2 separate regions of the Zea mays genome follow, and region 1 is linked to region 2. The links are chromatin contacts, called in public Hi-C maps. All regions are on one chromosome and are shown on one strand. Each heading gives the region's core, a stretch centred on a gene start, on an enhancer-like site or on the middle of the called end of the contact. The rest is flanking DNA. Distances are from core to core; before and after follow the strand shown. Region 1 holds the start of LOC100304210. Region 2 holds the start of LOC100274309 (Double-stranded RNA-binding protein 2).

The links. A called contact is a pair of places that touch in the nucleus more often than the background predicts.
Region 1: a contact with region 2 is called in a Hi-C map of leaf, with 3 times the contacts expected there. The contact joins the promoter of LOC100304210 here to the promoter of LOC100274309 in region 2. A contact is called at or near these places in 5 of 25 Hi-C or Micro-C datasets (ear, leaf, tassel and 1 more).

Annotation. Positions count from the first base shown.
Region 1 is chr1:236,390,350-236,394,196 of Zm-B73-REFERENCE-NAM-5.0, reverse strand. LOC100304210 reads left to right here and starts at 2,299. Exons shown (of 4, transcript NM_001165660.1): 1 at 2,299-2,520; 2 at 2,635-3,767. The coding sequence starts at 2,706.
Region 2 is chr1:236,020,308-236,023,706 of Zm-B73-REFERENCE-NAM-5.0, reverse strand. It overlaps LOC100274309 (Double-stranded RNA-binding protein 2), which reads right to left and starts at 2,107. Exons shown (of 3, transcript NM_001148672.1): 1 at 1,776-2,107. The coding sequence starts at 2,021.

The DNA of each region.
Region 1 (3,847 bases), core at 1,050-3,549, 370 kb before region 2:
CATAAGTTAGCACATTTCTACCTATCTGAGACTGGAGAACCTTCGCAGTCATTCTACTGAAACTTCCTCCAGCATTCTTGAGCCCCTCAGTCATCCGAAGGTAACAATATGTTCCACTAGGGGTTATGAAACTGGTTTTGGGCTCATCCTCCTTCTTCATCCAAATTTGATGATAGCCTGAATAACAATCGAGAAGACTCATAAGTTCTGACGAAGCTGCTGCATCAACTAAGGAGTCTATCCTTGGCAATGTGAATTCATCTTTCGGACAAGCCTTGTTAAGATCTGTAAAATCGATACACATTCGCCATTTGCCATTGGCCTTTTTTACCATAACAGTATTAGCTAGCCATTCTGGGTACTTTACTTCTCTGATAACTCCTGCGCTGAGGAGTCTTTTGACTTCATTACGAGCACCTTCGGCCTTATCATCAGACATTTTCCGAAGCCTCTGCTTTCTGGTTCTGAAGGATGGGTCAACATTGAGAGAGTGTTCAATAACATCCCTATTAACTCCGCAGAGATCATTGGCTGACCATGCAAAAACATCTTTGTTGTTGAACAAAAACCTTATCAAGGTTTTCTCCTGTTCTTCGGATAATTGAGAGCCCAACAGCACCTTCTGCTCTGCTATGTCCTCACATAATAGCATGGGCTTCGGCTGATCTGCTGAAGCTGCTTTCTCCCTTCTGAATTTGTACTGTTCACAAGCTTCAGCTCCATCTATGTTATGGATTGCTTTTGAGTCAGTCCAGTTTCCTTCGGCCCTTCTGGCAGCTTCCTGACTTCCATGAATAGCGATGGGTCCTTGATCCGAAGGTATCTTCATGCAAAGATAAGCAGGATGAAGAATTGCTTCGAAAGCATTGAGGGTGCCACGACCAATAATTGCATTGTAAGGGTACTCCATGTCAACAATGTCAAACACAACTTGCTCAGTTCTAGTGTTGTTGATGAATCCGAAGGTCACTGGCATGGTGATCTTGCCCAGTGCTACAATCTGTCTTCCTCCGAAGCCACAGAGAGGGTGTGTAGCATCATTAATCTTATCTTCTGGCTCTTGCATTTGCCTAAAGGCCTTAGCAAATATGATATCAGCTGCACTGCCTGTATCAACCAAGACATTGTGGACCAGAAATCCTTTGATAACACAAGAGATAACCATGGCATCGTTGTGTGGGTAATCCTTGAGTTGAAGGTCCTCTTGGGAGAAGGTAATAAGAATGTGAGACCATCTTGACTTGATGAAGGGTCCTTGCACCCCAACATGCTGTACCCTTCTCTGTGCTTCCTTCTTCTGCTTCTTGTTGGCTGGCTCTGAACATGAACCGCCTGTTATTGGGAGTAGCAGCTTCGGAGCCGAAGCAGCTCCAGCTTGATCGTTGAACGAAGCCATCAGCTCAAAAAAGTGGAAGTGAGTTCACCGGAGGTGGGCGCCAATGTTGGGGACTTGTTCTCAAATGCTATGAATTAAGAACAAGGCAACATAAAATGTTAAATGTTAACGTCCTTCGTCCATGAAGCATTATTCCCTTGAGGATAATGAACCTTGGACAAAGGTTAATGAGAATATGATTACGAAGGTTAAGTCTTCGTAATTGAATTTTAATAGATTGTATAAGATAACATAAAATAAAGGGTATCGAAGGTAAATGAATCATAAACGAATTATATTATAATATATTGAATCATTGAATACAGTTATACCTCTGCCTTGGCAAAGATTGGTTCCCGAATGATGCGATTGCAATTATCAGAATCCGTGAACAGTAAAGGAATACTGTTTACTATTTATAGACACAGGACACAGTCTGTGAAGAATTACAATTATGCCCCTCATAAAAGTTTACAACATTGACTCAGACCCTTATGGACTAAAAGGTCATTCTATCTTTAAGTCGGTTTGTAATACCGAAGCTTCATGAGGAGGAACCTTCGGCCATCCCATACAAACAGCTTCAGCCGAAAACCGCTTCTTCCTACAAGACCTTCGGCGACGAAGCATAGTCCCAACAGGTTTAAAACATCCCAACTAATTTAGTTAATTTCTTGTTAGTTAACTAATAATTAGCTCTAGAGATTTGAAAGATCGATAAGTTGATAAAAATTTATATACCAGTTATTTTTTAAGAAATTATATTATATAGTGTATGTGTTAAAACTAGCTAACCAAAAGGTGTCCATCTTATCGATGACAAATTGTTAAAGATCCCCCACGCAACAAGGAGAGGTGTCCGAGGCCTCCCACCTCATAATTCCAACCCACTGTGTGTGCCGCTGTAGCAGCGCGCGCCACCACCGTCAACTTCTCCCCACCTCGCCGCCGTCTAGATTTCGTCTCCTGGGCTCGAGCAACCGAAGCAGGCTTGGGGTGTTCTCGGAGAGAATCGTTGCCTCGGCCGATGCCGGCCCTGATGTAGGTTTCTGCTCTGCTTTGCCCGGTGCCAACGTCTCTCCCGGAGTAGCGGTTCCGCCGCCCCATGATCTGCCAGTTGGAACACATGGGCGTTCACGGAGGAGGTATCGCTGCTGCTGTCGCCGTTCCGTTCCAATTGCTTGCTTTTCGTTTCGTTTCGTGGGTTGCGTAGGGTGGTTTGGTACTTGGATTCGTGTGAATAACGGGGAACGTGGCAGGTTGCTCTGCTGGACAGTGACCGCATTTGGTAGCGGTGGAGGAAGACGACGAAGAGGAGGAGGAGTAGGCCATGAAGGAGGTGGCCGAGGAAAGGTGCCTTGACCCGCAGCTGTGGCACGCGTGCGCTGGCGGCATGGTGCAGATGCCGCCCGTGCGCTCCCGTGTCTACTACTTCCCGCAGGGTCACGCGGAGCACGCGCATGGCGGCGGGGCCGCGGACCTCGCCGGGGCGCGAGCGCTCCCGTCGCTCGTGCTCTGCAGCGTCACCGGGGTGCGCTTCCTGGCCGATCCGGAGACCGACGAGGTCTTCGCCAAGATCCGCCTGGTGCCGGTCGCGCCCGGCGAGGTGGAGTTCCGAGAGCCCGATGAGTTCAGCGTCGACCCCGCGGACGCCCGGGAGAAGCTTTCTTCCTTCGCCAAGACGCTGACGCAGTCCGACGCCAACAACGGTGGCGGCTTCTCGGTGCCGCGCTACTGCGCCGAGACCATCTTCCCCAAGCTCGACTACCGGGCCGACCCGCCGGTGCAGACGGTGCTTGCCAAGGACGTGCACGGGGAGGTCTGGAAGTTCCGCCACATTTACCGGGGCACGCCGCGCCGGCATTTGCTCACCACGGGATGGAGCACGTTCGTCAACCAGAAGAAGCTCGTCGCCGGGGACTCCATCGTCTTCCTGCGCACTGAGCATGGCGAGCTGTGCGTCGGGATACGGCGTGTCAAGCGGGTGTCCTGTGGTGGCATGGAGTGCATGTCTGGGTGGAACGCCCCGGGGTATGGGGCCTTGTCGGCATTCTTGAAGGATGAGGAGGGTAAGATGATGAAGAGTCATGGTGGGTACATGAGAGGTAGGGGGAAGGTGAAGATCACGGATGTTGTCAACGCCGCAAGTCTAGCAGCGAGCGGACAACCATTTGAAGTTGTGTACTACCCGAGAGCTAGCACACCGGAGTTTGTTGTGAAGGCTGCATCGGTACAGAACGCGATGAGGAACCAGTGGTGCCCGGGGATGAGGTTCAAGATGGCATTTGAGACAGAGGATTCGTCAAGGATCAGTTGGTTTATGGGGACGATAGCTTCTGCTCAGGTTGCTGACCCAATCAGATGGCCAAATTCACCGTGGAGGCTTCTTCAGGTTTTGCTTGATCACATGTTTCCAATACTTGTATGCAATACTGCATTGTGAGCTGATGCGTGTTATTTTTAACTTACTTC
Region 2 (3,399 bases), core at 858-3,357:
CCTTTGTGCAGAACACAGACCGACAAGAACACCCACCATGCAGCAAGGCGGCCATCGCACTCGGCCCGTAATCCTGCACCAAGAACCCTGCCTAAAAGGCCGGGAGCAAAGCGACGTCCCCGCACTAGCACCAGCAGCCACACTCACACTGTCTCATCAATCCACGGAAGCCAGCCAAATCCCAGACGCTGGATAGCAAACAAAGCACTAGGAAGGCGCACTTCTGGTAGCAAGCCGGCTCCCAGCACTCTCAGCCCCCATGGCTGACCTGATCTGACCGGACCGTATCGAGAAAAGACACCACGCATAGGCGCAACAACGCCACCACCACCACCCCTTCTCTGCCCTTGCCCCATGGTGGGCTCTGAGGGGGGGCTGCCTGCCACTAAACCACTCGGGCCCACCGGCATTGACCTGCGATGCCCCGGTTAGGTGCGGGCGGCCTCCGATTCAATTCCCCCCACCCACTCGCATTAATATCAGGCACTATAAAGACCGAAACCAAATCCCCCTTTCCCCACCGTTTCACACTGACAGTTCCACGCGCTGGTTAATCCCGTTCAATTCAAAACCCCGTCTGTACTGCGTACAGCGTACCCTCCATTTGCAACTCGGCTTCCAAGTCAAGTGTACGCGGATACTACTCTTTAAAGTATACCAATTAATGCGCCCATTAATAATGGACAGGTTTGGCTAATCGGGGTTTACCAATTAATGGCACGAAGACTTTCGCAGTCTACCACCAATATCGGTGCGGGGACGGACGGAACCCTAGCGGTAATACCGAAGCTGTAAGAAACTCCTAATTTGTCAGTCAATGCCGGGTTTGTTTATCAGAAGCAACGTCACCGTTACGGCGCGAGAGAGAGATTAAAGAATAGTGGCGGGTTAATGGCCGGCGCAGGGTACGAACAAGTTAAGAGGCTTGATTGCGTTTAGTACATCCATCGCGTAGAGTGGGAACTAAGCTCTGTTCATTAACTAATCCGCGCCCACTTATAATAAAAAAATGAAATCACAGTGGCAAGAGAACGACATGATTGTATTTTGGTCATAAAAGATGAGGAAGAGTTTTTTTTAACCCGATGGCTGAAAAAATAAGCGGGCTCGAGTATTGCAACCTTTTTTTCTTGAATCAAAAGAATCCTCTCTTTTAAAACTAACAAAAAAAAGAAAAGGCACCGGGAATTTTTTGCACGAAAAGAGTTACAGCTTTCCGTACCAATTATCCCCTGCAATTCATGCTGCTCACGAGCTCCAACCCAATCCAAGCAGATTCTTAAAGTTATGACTTCACAACTCGTTCTTTTAGAAAAAAAGAAAAAAACAAGAAAACAGATTATACCACTAGAACGATTCAAACGCAACGGGTGATGTGTTGCTAAATCTCTCCAAAATCGCCAACATTATGTACGATTCGAACGTACATGCCGCGGCGCTGGAACAGGAGGTGCGAACTAAACAGCCAAACTAGACGCCATTTTTTTTAAACCGAGCAAACGCGGACGACTCGCCCTGCATAATCAATAGCCCACGAGAACTCCGTGACGAACTGCAGGAGCAGATGGTTCGAGCGATCTACAGACGATCAACTAAACCCGGACGAGAAGCACCCGCATATCCCCAAATTCCACCGTCGAGAAGCGTTTGAAACAAGCACCCCGAGAAATAGAACTAAAAAAAATACCACGCCAGGGGAAACTACTCGCGCAAAAGCGAGGGGCACGCGGAGGAGGAAGGATAGGGGGCAAGAGGCGCCCGCGCGCGCGGCTTACCAGGATGCGGGCGGCGAGCGAGTAGGACGGGCCGCGCCGCGCGAGCGCGGCGAGCGCGACCTCCGCGGCGGCGTGCTCAGCCTGGCGGAGCGTGCTGAAGAAGCCGGGGCTCTCGAACTGCTCCCCGTTGAAGTTCACCGCCGCCTTGAACCGCGGCGCATGGTCGGGCCCCTCCCGCAGGCACGTGTAAGACGGCAGGTTGAAGCAGCTCCGCTGCGCCAGCTCCTGCAGCTGGTTCTTGTACATGGCCGCCCACCTCCGCACCGAACCCCACCGATGCTCCGAGCGCCGGCCGCCGTGGCCGGAGACGGCGACACCCCTGGAGATCTGCCGTCTACGAGAAGAGAAGAGGGGGAGAAGAGTGCGAAGTGTTGCGGGTGGAACGGGAGGGGGGCTGTTTATATTTTCTTTTTCTGTTCCATTTTTTGGAAGATTTTAATGCTACTGCCTGCCTACGGTTACTAGCCAGGCGGATGACAGCTGGGGTCCCAGCACCAGGCACGCTCCTTCGTGTGTTCGGATTTTCTTTTTCTTTATTTATGTACTAGCACCTAGTGCGATTCTGTATTTTTTTAAAAAAAAATCGTATAGTTTTCATAAAATTCTTAGGTTAGAAACCGATGAATTGGGCAATTGTTTAACCCAATATTTTGGTTCGGTTTTGGGTTCCCTAAAACTTTAGTTTTCAGAAACCAAAACCCGATCGATTGGTTCCAAAACCGGATCGATTTTTTTACTTTGTTTTTCCTGTTTGACCAAAGTCTGCTGTTCAACGCCATTGAACGAGGTCGGCGTCACGTTGATCCCTTGCAATCTGCGTCTCGCCTCACGCCTCGTTTGTCTGGTTTTCATCGCCACGCCACCACAACACGCCCTCCCCAGTCTCCACGCGGTCCGCTCGCTCATACTCGCCAAAACGCCAAGCGCCGCCACACATCATCTGCCTGACTGCCTCACATCCAGACTTGCAGATAGGTTGCGTCGTCACTTGCTCACATAGGTTGCGCAGCCGCCGGTGCGCCGAGACGGCGCCGCTGGTCCGCTGCCGCCCACCGCTACACCTAGGCGAGCCACCTCCGTTACGAGTTCGAGCTGGCTCGTTAAGCTAACGAGCTAGCTCGGCTCGGCTCGTTAAAGTAACGAGCCACAGAGTCAGTTCGGTTCGGCTCGTTTACGAGCTCGAACTGACTCGTTTAGCTCGCGATCTAGAGCAGAAAAAAATAAAATGTACATAATAATTATTTTTAGTTAATTTAAAACTAATTTAACAATAGAAAATATTAATTATACTCATAGTTTCACAAACCACGTCAATATAACATCAAATTAGCACAATTCATCACTCATTAATTCACAATTCACATACATGTTCATCAGTTTAACCCATAATTATATTTGCATAGACCAAATTAACACATAGACATAGTTCATTAACCATTAGTTTAATTCATAGGCCATAGACACCTCACATATATATAACATGTTCATCAATTATTCTGTAAATGATATGCATATAGTTTTATTTTGTTGGAATATGGTAGCTCGTTTAGCTCGCGAGCTGGCTCGTTAACGAGCTGAGCTAGGATGTCAGCTCAGCTCGTAAAAAAATTTAAACGAGTCGATC